Linked DNA regions of Gasterosteus aculeatus: region 2 is linked to region 1. Evidence: chromatin contacts called from public Hi-C data. All regions are on one chromosome and are shown on one strand. Each heading gives the region's core, a stretch centred on a gene start, on an enhancer-like site or on the middle of the called end of the contact. The rest is flanking DNA. Distances are from core to core; before and after follow the strand shown. Region 1 overlaps smek1 (SMEK homolog 1, suppressor of mek1 (Dictyostelium)). Region 2 holds the start of mrpl19 (mitochondrial ribosomal protein L19).

Evidence for each region. Hi-C and Micro-C count contacts between places; a contact is called where the count stands out from the background.
Region 2: a Hi-C map of tail fin shows a contact between it and region 1, with 6 times the contacts expected there. The contact joins the promoter of mrpl19 here to the enhancer-like site in region 1. A contact is called at or near these places in 3 of 6 Hi-C or Micro-C datasets (skeletal muscle, tail fin and whole body).

Annotation. Positions count from the first base shown.
Region 1 is chr18:9,480,476-9,485,764 of fGasAcu3.hap1.1, forward strand. It overlaps smek1 (SMEK homolog 1, suppressor of mek1 (Dictyostelium)), which reads left to right. Exons shown (of 15, transcript XM_078093140.1): 15 at 1-732. Among protein-coding and RNA genes, the nearest start is that of smek1, 11 kb to the left of the region's middle. Within about 2 kb of position 1,981, at least 1 of the 9 cell types and tissues checked has open chromatin away from gene starts, as enhancers often do.
Region 2 is chr18:9,613,401-9,618,689 of fGasAcu3.hap1.1, forward strand. It overlaps mrpl19 (mitochondrial ribosomal protein L19), which reads right to left and starts at 2,988. Exons shown (of 6, transcript XM_040160845.2): 1 at 2,748-2,988; 2 at 2,396-2,519; 3 at 2,176-2,294; 4 at 1,858-1,992; 5 at 1,422-1,603; 6 at 715-1,220. The coding sequence starts at 2,925. The coding sequence ends at 999. It overlaps eva1aa (eva-1 homolog A, regulator of programmed cell death a), which reads left to right and starts at 3,482. Exons shown (of 8, transcript XM_040160844.2): 1 at 3,482-3,719. The coding sequence starts at 3,611.

The DNA of each region.
Region 1 (5,289 bases), core at 731-3,230:
CCGGCTCGGACAACAACCCACTGCCCCCCCACCTCCCCTCATCCCTCCCACCCCCGCTCCCACCAGCCCCCCCCCCACTCAGGGAATGACATCACAGCGGCCCAAATAGGTCGGCCAGTTCAGACCCAGAACCACCACTCGCACCCCCCTCCCCCCTTGAGAATTCACCTTCCTCCTCGTTCGTTTCCACCTGCTTCTTTTGCTTCTCTTCTTTTTCCTCCTTTCTTCATCTGCTGCTTTTGAACCCAGTTTTTTTTTTTTTTTGTTAGTGTATAATACCAGACGGGAGGCGGCGTGCGGCGCCGTCCTTGTTGTCGTTTGATGATGTCATCAGTGTTGTCGTTCTTCAACGGACATTCTTTCTCGGAAGAGAAAAAAAAAGCCAGCAGTTTCTTCATCATTTTGTTTTTGTTCTCTATTTGTCTCAATCTTTCTCCTGTTTTTTGTAAATGATGACAAAAAAAGACCTGCCTTTAAATGTTCAGGACGTTTTCAGTCAAACTTGAACAGGTTTTTAAAGACCTCAGTAGGTGAGCTAGTTTTACCCTTTTTGCCCTTTGAAACTGCAGATTTTTTGGAGAATTTGTAATCCCGTCTTGATTAAAGATTGAGTGGAATTCTAGATGTGATGAATTTTGTCATATCTTTTCTTTTTTTTTCCTTTTACATTAGTGTACACTTAGTTGTTCAGAATATTTGGGACCATTAAAATGATCTTTGCTGTAAGATGTCCTCCTCGCTGCATCGTGCTGTTATTGATCTGTCCCGGTTGCCTCGGCAACACGAGAATATAACTGCAGTGCAGAAGGTCCGGCTGGGTTCAACTTGGTTCCACAAACTATTATCCGGCAGCTCAACCCGACTCCACGTAGATTAGGGAAAGACCTCCGATGCCGCCCTAATACTGTAAAAATGTGAAATTTCAGTGTACATTTTCATACTTTGAAACATGTCTGTTATTACCAAAACAAATTGATGTTGTGAAAACCATGTACATGAGAAAATATATGGTCAGCTTCTGTTGTCTTAGGACAAACTTTGTTGATTTGACTCAACTTTAAAATGTATTTTGAGCCCTTGGTTCTTTCATTTTTCTTGGCGTACCTCAGTTGCTGATGTCGTTGTGATCCACCAGGTGGCGCTCTGAGTCCATAAGAGAACCATCGAGAGACGCGCGATGCCCGTCCTTGAATTCTTTCACTGGATGTGTTTGGGATGCCGTCATTTTGGCACAACCGCGGTTAAACCCCGCTGAAGGTTTGATGCGTCTATTGCATCAAACCTTCATCCTATGGGTTTATTATCCTTCCAGTACCACGGATTGTAAAGCAATTCTTCCGCATAAACTAAAATATCATATTCAATAACTCTAACTTCATCGCATGGAGGTTAAAAACAAGGTTGTGTTGCAGTGAAAGATTATACTTATATATTTGTTGATCTGGTCCTTTGGTGTTTATCAGCTCGAGGTGACGTGCTGATTTAGCACCGCTGCACGCTGGTAGACCATAAAGTGTTGCCTTTTCTTTTTTATACAAAGAGTGAAAATAGTTTACAAAAAATGTCAGTGCCTCCCAGCCTATGTGGTCGCCTCGGTGGGGGTTTGAGAGCAACTCCAAAAACAAACCGCGTCCAAGGCCACCGAGGAGTCCCTGTGTTGTCCCTCCAAGTGCATTGTGGGGCCCCCAAAACGCCGCTTGTTATTTCCAGGAGCCGACAGAAGCGGATTGCTCGGGTACTCGGCGTGCAGCGCGCCCCAATCCAGGCTCCCGCTCGCACGAAAGCCGCCGGCAGACAACAGCAGCTTTTTTTTTTTTTTCCAGGAGTGGCCCCATCCTGCCAGCCTCCGTCCGCTCCGCAGCAGGAATGTGGCAGAATGTGTGTGTGTGTGTGTGTCTCCCTCTGCCACTGGAGAGGCCAACCCGCTGCCGGTGCCAGCCTCTGCTCCACCAGAATGCCGGCTGCCCTGCCGGTGCCAAGGCGCTCACCCGGCTCTGCCCGCCTGAATGTCTGCCAGACGGAGGAGTCGCCCATCGGGAGACACTGCCGTCCAGCTTCCCGCCGGGCGCATGAAAAGCTTCTTTGACGGCTCTCTCCGTTTGGCTCGTCTTCCCCCGGCTGCCAACTGCCACTTATCGGGGGGGAAGGGAGGGAGGGGGGGTGTCGCCTGTGACTGATCACGTCGGTAGATTTGTGGGCAGATGACGATGAACAGTGGCGTGAAATCAGGCAATGCAAACAATATTGCGCCTTGTTGGTGGATAAGTTGTGCGCATGTTTTAGTGAGACAACCATAATTACGCATCGTAACCCGGGGAGAAAGTAGACATTATTCTCCATCCACCCGACCCGATACGCAGACCCCCCCATCTCAGTTTTGGGTCCTTGGATAAGATACTAGACTAAGCCAAATTCACAATGTAGTGTACTTTTTACGACACTATAGGTGTTTGAAAGCTTTAGTTACTCTTCAGATATCCAATAAAAGATCAGTTAAGAAAGTAGTGGTTTCCATCCATCAAGATATTCTCCCTCCAAACGTCTCACATTGTCTCATTCAAATCAGGGTTTGAGTCCTGAAGGTAAAACTCACAGAAAAGCTTGAAATTAAAAAAAACGTCTTAAAGATAAGATCCCGAGGTCTGTCTGCGTAAGGGGCCCTGACCCACAGTTTGGTAACTGCCGGATTTAACGATAAACAAAAAAGTCCTTCCGTTATGAGCTCTTTTATTCAGTGTATCAATGTTCTGTCATTTGGTGCAGGGAACAGTGGGTTAGTTGGTTCTTGATGCTTAGTACTTGTGTTTCTAACCCAAAGAGGCTCACCCGTAGGGGGCGATGGAGACTACTCGGGTAGATTTAATAAACTCCAGATCAATAGAAGAAGAAATAACTCATTAGACGGTCCTGGTCGTGACAGGAAGTCACCTGTCACTGCAGTTTCCCCCACCAAACCTCTGTGCTACTTTCTGCTCTCGGGGAGCGTCCTCGCCGCTATCAAAGCAGCGATCCAAACACTGCTCCATTATCTTAATCCCGTGTAATCCTCCGAACCGACCCGGGATATGAAACAGGAAACGTGGCGCACACATGCAGGTTTTTGTTCGGAAGCCGAGGTTGTCAAAACACCCGCTCGGAGTCCACCGCCGCGTCTGCCCCCGCCGGGGCCTGGCGTCTCGGGCCGGACAAAGACCTGTGTTTCCCCCCCCGGCACAAAGTGCTCTCTGTGTCCGCCGGAGCTCCCCTTGATTTAATGGGGGAGGTACGGAGGAGGTGGGGGGGGCTGGTCCATGTTCAGCTCGCCGCTGCGTGTGATTAATCACCGTGTTAAAAACAACCCCCCCTCCTCCCCCCGTCCGGGGTCAGCGTCCGTCGGTAGCGAATGAAAGAGGAGAGCACTCGTCACCCGTCACATGTGGTTCGCGTTAAAAGGCGGAGAGGTGAGACGCAGGGAAGTCCGACGTGCCTCTCATGCCTCACCCCTTTGAGGTGGCGCGCTGAACTGATGTCTGACACGTGAACTGAGTCGAGGGGTCAGCGCGCGGACCCCCGGCGGACACCGCGGCCCTCGATGAGTGCGCAGGCCGGGAGAAGGCCCATTTCTTGTGTGTTTGAGACATGAAGCAGGATGCTGACTAACTAAACTCAGCCTAATGACTAAAGCCCAGTGCTTTTATTTGAGGCGTCCGCTCGTCGAAGTCGGCCTCCATCAGTGGTTTTTATTCATCAAACTAAAACAGGGATGTTCCGTATAGCGACTCGAATGGCCGATTGTCTGGTACTGAGTGAAGTTTCCCCTACAGCTCATTAATTAAACAAACCATACATATTGATTCGCCAAAGTCCAGATATAGTCTCTGAACTAAAATGCTCTAGAAATGTGCTCGGTCAAACCTCTAAAATGTCTAAAATGTGCCTCTTTAATTTGTCTCTGAATGTGGAAGTGTTGCTTAGAACCTCTGGGAAATTGTGGTTCCAAATTCCTCCCCATGATTTATTGTCATAATGGTGATTCGATTCTAAACCAGAATATTGCAAATAATATTTAGAGGGTCTCGATCCCCACGTCTGGAACCATCTGAGCACAAACGTCTTTTTGTCTCTGCTCATAACTTGCAGCTCAACACTTAAGCTCAGAGCACCTACAACTGTTCCCAAATGTGCCCCCATAAAAGCGGCGGTAAGCCTGCGCGGCCTTTGTTTCCTCCGCAGAAGGCCGTGGGTGCCTCCATAACTCTTGTCGCTCTAAATCAAAGACAAGTAATGAGCTTTTCCTGTGGACGCGTCGGCCGCGGGGGGAAGAATTTGGGGCCTGATCGGCCGTCGCTAAATGTTAAGTGGTTGGTATTGTGCCTCAGCGTGGGGCACGGGAAACATGGACGTGAATGTAAGAGCTCTTGGCCCTGTGTTTTAAATGGAAATGTCACAGTGATAAAGGGCGCCCCTTCCGCACTGAGGCGTTTGTGTGTGTGTGTGTGTGTGTGTGTGTGTGTGTGTGTGTGTGTGTGTGTGTGTGTTGTACTCTGCAGGCACGCTGTAAATCCACACCACGAGCTGCAGATAGCCGATCACACACTGACTTCAGCACACCCGGATCTATTCCTAGAAGCCGCGTACTTTCCAGGAGTTTACAGTTTAACGGCGGAGTGAAATGTGTGTGTGTGTGTGTGTGTTTATGTGTGTGTCTGCTGGGGTCTGACAGATATAATCCCCAATCATATAAACGTCTGCGCCCATTAAAAGCGTGTAAAACTCACACTGAATAAAGCAAAAAACAACTTCACCAGCCGTCTGCGGGGAGGGGGGGTGAGGGGGGGCACACAGCGGCCCCCGGACCCGTTGTTTGGGCGCCGGGAAGACAGAATGGCTCCTGCGAAGGAGAGCGCAGTGAGAGGCCGCCATGTCGAAATGGCCGAGCGGCGATGAATCCACCTCACCCATCGTGGCATGAATGAAGCCCTTAAAGGTGTCCGCCTGCAGGACGCACGGTTCAGCAGGAGTTGAACATGTGGGACCAGTAACACGTGCACACACACGTGCACACACGCGCACTCCCCCAGTCGGGATTCTACTGTGTACATTAAAGCCAACAAATCAAACCTCGAGCTGTATGTTAACGTCCCGGCGGGCGGCGGCGTCTCGCCGGTAACACAAAACTAACCAAACAGAACTTTTCCCAAATACAGTAGCAGTCAAAAAAAAGGCTGTTTTGACATCGACAATTTGTGTCCACTCTTCGCTCCCGCAGAGACGAGACGCTGTTTGTGGATCACAGGGCGGTTTGATTCC
Region 2 (5,289 bases), core at 1,738-4,237, 130 kb after region 1:
ATTATCGTAAGCGTAGCAGGACTCATTCCTGTGTATCTCCACATGGGAAATGTGTGTGGTCCATAATGAGCTGGGTAAACATCTGCTACTCCTGTATTAAAGAGCATTTTCTCTGCGTCTCATCCTGTAATATGGAGAAATTAGAGTGCAGGGACTCATTCGGCGTGTTTATATACACACACACACACACACACACATTTACAGAGAGCAGACATAACATACGCTTTATGACGCTCTAACATACCACCTTGACACCACAATTTTCCATCCACAAGAGTAAAACTCTACCGGGTGTCCTCGCTGTACGGCCCCCCGAATACCAGGGTTGTGTTTGCAAAGTAAAGTACGGATGCCTGATCGGAGAAGCAGGTTTACTATTTAATTGAATTCTTCTGGCAATCTGTAAACCCAGAAGCTCCTCGCATCTACAACATGCAGGTGTAAAAATACTTCTAAACAAATAACAATCTGGAAGCATTTGTTCAACTGAAATAATACATTTACATACATTTGTTTTTTTAGCTTGGCAACGTTTCCCTCAAAACAGGACAGAGACGTGGTTATGCAACTGCTGATGAATGCAACATTCACAGAGGAGCAGCGCCACCTAGTGTCAAGACTCCACAGCGAACAGATGGCAAACTGATCAGACAGTCGTCAACAGAAACAATCTCCTACGGCGCTCAGGGAAACAAAATGTAATTGAAAACCTTGGAGGGTTTAATGGTTTTATTATGGAAACCGCTTAATGGAGGTCACGTGTTGGGACTATGACGATGAAAAAGCATTTACAGCAGACTGACGAAACAAAAAGGCGGCGGCATGACTTCTCAGACCATTTTCCACGTAGGCTTCGTCTCCGCTGATACGCTGGCGTGGCTGAAGTAACTCAACCTGGCGTTTTTTTTTTTTTTTTTTTTTACATCCATGCCAACTCCGTGTTCCTCTTTCTCCCCCACTCCTAGAAAGTCTGTTGATCCCCTTGCGGAGGATCTTTCTCACTTGCTCATCTCCTGCTGGACCTCGCGGAGGATCCGCTCCTCCAGGTTGGACGTGTCGTACTCCCTCAGCATGTCGTACTCCAGCCACGGGTGCGCCCACTTCTGGGCGTGCTCCGTCTGCTCCGGGGTCAGCGCCAGGTCGAAGCGAATGCCCTGGATATTGAACTTGGGCCGCTCCCAGCGTTTGGACCAAGGTTTCGGACGCATCCTGACCCTGATCTGGTGAATAAACACAAAACGTTAACATGCTGCAGTTCTTTGAAATCAAACCCACTGAGGGAACATTTTTACCTAAATGACTAAAAACATTAGAAAAGTGATACATGCAGGTGCATAAAGATACAACGAATGAGCTCGGAGACGCCCCCCTTTAATCCAGGCCTCTGTTATAAATTAGGGTGCATCTTGAAGACCTCCCACCTTGTTGACGGTCACCTCCCCGGTGGGGGAAAAGGGCACAGGCTTCATCTCCGGGTCCACGGTGCTGTACTCGCTCAGAGCGTCTCTCAGGTACACAAGGTTGTCGTCCAGCCTCTTCTCAAGCTTCAGCACGTCGATCTTCTGGATACGGGGGCTGTACATCTCGTAGCAGATCTCCACCCCTGAGCGACACAGACACGATGGAAAGCTGGTTCACTCCTTGTAAATATCGAGTCCTGTATTCTTCCTCAACCAAGTTACAAATGGCCAACACTTCCACAGGGATGTGTACATGAGCACAGAGGGGGAAAACTCAGGCAGATTTTATACTAAAACGTAATATAACATTTACATTAGTAGAGACAGTGATGACACAGCGTGTGTGACAATTTCCAAACACAGAAAACACTCACACAGAAAATAAATAAAAGCTCACCTTGATTATCGATGATGTTCCTCAGGACAAATGTGGCCCCCAGGCCCTTCCCCCCCCTCTGGATGCAAATGCCCACGAAGCGATTGATTTTCCCGCTGGCGTTGGGGTCGGCCATGGTCACTGCCAGGATGCTCCCTTAGAACAACCAAAAGCAAGTTACACTTATTAAAAATGTGCAAACAAACTTTTGAAGCCGGTGCAGAATTTGACAAAGTTTAGGAAGATCACATAAAAAAAAGAGGATCCGAGGGGCAACTTAATGAGAGGAAACCGGAAGTTTCGTCATCTTGGAAGAGTCACGTGTGCCCGTTTTCTCACCTACGTAGAATTCGGGGATGTGAAGGACTTTCCTCCTGCGGATCATGTCCTTCCTCTCGATGGCGAATTTAAAAGGATCCGTCCTCTGTCTCGGAGGGACAAACTCCGGGCTCAGAAACCTGAGAAGCAAACGACAAAGACAGTGTAAGAACACCACGTTTTACACACACACACACACACACACACACACACACACACACAGACTGACGCGGTTTCATACTTCCGCAGAGACGCCACGGTCTGTGTCTTGTCTATGATGACAGGTTTCGCTGGAGGAGAGAACTTTGGCGGCTCCTCGCCGTTGTGACCCGGAGCCGGACGACACAGCGACGTCGATACGAACCCTGGAAGACACAAGAAAACGCGACGAAGGGTGAGTCAGTCGGTCATGAAGCGGCGGTCGCTCGTCACGTTGAGCGGTGGCTATTAGCTAAAAGTGTCGCGTCGGCTAACGGGACGTTAGCTCGCAGGTGCGTTTTACGTTAAACTACGAGAACAACACGCCTTCAGAGCCCGACGTGGAACCGTGAAGTTTACCGGAGAGAAAGGAGCTTTGTCTTGTATTTGCTTACGTTCATTTTGGAGCCGCGGGTCTCGTAATAACCTTAGGGAGAACGTGCATCTGTGGAGCCCTTTCGCACAGGCTGCCATGTCTGACCTTCCGTTTTTACACGGGAAGTTGTACGGAAGCCGCGTGGGGAAATGCGCGTCTACGAAACGCGATTTCTTATGAGCTGCAGTGACTTCCATCGGCCGCAAGATGTCGCAGCCGCGTCATTTACATCATTCACCGGCTTCCATTTCAAATGCAAGTGCGATGTAGGAAGTAGGTCGTAAATAGTATGCATGTATAACTAAATCCGAGCGTTATTTATGGATGATTCCAAACCAAATTTGTTAAAGTACATTTTACTTCCACTCCAAAATGTATTAGAGGTGTGGGCGATATAACACTTTAAAAACCCTCCAATACAAGAACAGGTCCTGTATCCAAAATTGTATTTCAAAGCAAAAAATATCTAACAACATAGTGCACATAAACAATTAAAAGAAAAATATGATGAGTAAAGGAGGGGGGGGGGGCAAAAGGGCCCCCGTCAGGGTGTTATATAATTGGATAATGGCCTGTGTCTTGGTAGTGAAATCCGGGTCTTTGAGACCATGCAGGGGGAGCGGCGGTGCTCCAGGTGGGCTGCCTTCAGGAACACGCAGTCAGAAGCGCACTCCGGGAGCGGGCCACTGCTCGACGCGCACAGGGGGGAGGATGAGGGAGGACTAGAGAGAGACCCGGGAGCGCACATCTCCCGCACGCGACGCGCCACCTGGAGAAAGAACAACAACAACAAACAACAAAAATAAAAAATAAAAAACCAAATGTGGCTGCGGGACTTTCTGGCGCTACGGAGAAACTCGCGCGCACGTTGAGGCTTCAAGGATGTTCCTCTCAGATGGGACTCTCTCGGCCGTCACTTCTGCGCTCCTGCTGGGAATAACGTGCCTGGGCGTCCTCGGCGATCTCACCAAGGGCTCTGCAGACTTTTCAGGTTGGGGAAATTCTTTTTCTTTTGTTCACCTTCTTGTTTTGGAGACAAAAAAGCGGTCTTCTTTGCACACTTTAAAAAGCGGGTCGATGTACGAGTAAACAATTGGCACCGGAGATGAAACGCATGCACATTAAGCCATTACGCACGCTTTTTGGAAAGCTGGCCACTCTGGAATAAGTGTGCGCAGTGATTTCGGCGCAGCGAGTCTCCCAGGACGACCCGCGGCGTGCTGCAGCATGCTCACTACTATGTTTGTTCCAGAATGAACAACTTTAACACGGGAGACGGGGGGGGGGGGGGGGGGGGCTGTGCTTATCTTATGGCCAATTCTGACTCACGTTATGGGCACTGCGAACAACAGGGGGTCCCCTTTCCCGAAGCCACCTGGCCGCATACGGGATTAAAGGCTTGGTCTGTGCACACACACACACACACACACACACATCTCATTGATGCAATGCAGATAGGTGGGGTTAATGTGTTACTATACATGATGGGAACCATCGTCGAGACCAAGTGCACGGATTTATGGCTCAGAGAATAAAAAGCAAACTTCAGAGCAGTGCCCCCCCACACACGCCCCTGCTCTCATACAATCAGTTTGCAAGGTGAAGTCAGTGTTAGTCATATCAGTGCCTGGATCCCGCCAATTACTTCAGGTTTATGTGCAATCCGGTGTGACGGAATCCACGGGCTTTAAAAGGCAGCATATTGCAGAACTAATTGGGTTTTTTCTTTTTCTTTCTGTGTTGCATTAAAGGCCTCCGAGCTCCGTTGAACCCTGAGCCGGCCTGCGGGGGGGGGGGGTTCTGTTTACTGTGCCATAAAGCGGGAAGGCAGCGTTGTGTCGGTGTTAATTGGCCTCTAATGGGTCTAATGGTTGGCAACAAGCGGACTAACACTCTGGGGAAAAGGTGCTAAAGAGCACATGTGTGTATCATGCCGTGTGTGTGTGTGTGTGTGCGTGTGTCCAGTGTCTGCTCCTAATGAGCGGCAAAATATATCGCGGTCCTGCAAGTCCACTTGTCCTGGAGGTGGGCAGGAGACGCTGCTGTCATTTGCGTCACCTGCACCTGAGATCGGTTTTGTCTGCCGTCCCCAGGTTCGGTTCGTCCGTCAAGAACCGTGCGCCTAGAGAAACGCTGACCAAGCGCGCCCCCGGGTGAATGACGCCAGAAAGACGACTAAGAATACCTCAGGGACAAAGAAATCCTTCAGTCCTCACATTCTTGGCCGGCAGAGTCTCCCTGGAGACCGAGGGGAGGGTGTTTTGATTGGCAGGTGCTGCCAGGCCGATGGAAGTGGTAAATTCCCCCGTGGCTCAGGCCTCTTCTTGGGGACGCCGGGTCGGACCGCTGGTGGTGGACAATCCGGTCAGGCGGGTGAACCTGAGGGTGAAGTCATCCAGCCGTTGATTTTTATTTTTTCCCCCTGTTCCCGCCTCTTTCTGCGTGTCTTTGTATTTGCACCGTTTGTTGACATCTGGAGCAATCGCACCAACCGTGCCGTCATGTCGCCGGGTGTTTGGATTCTGTGTCTCTCCCCCCCCCTGTTATCATGTTCTATTACA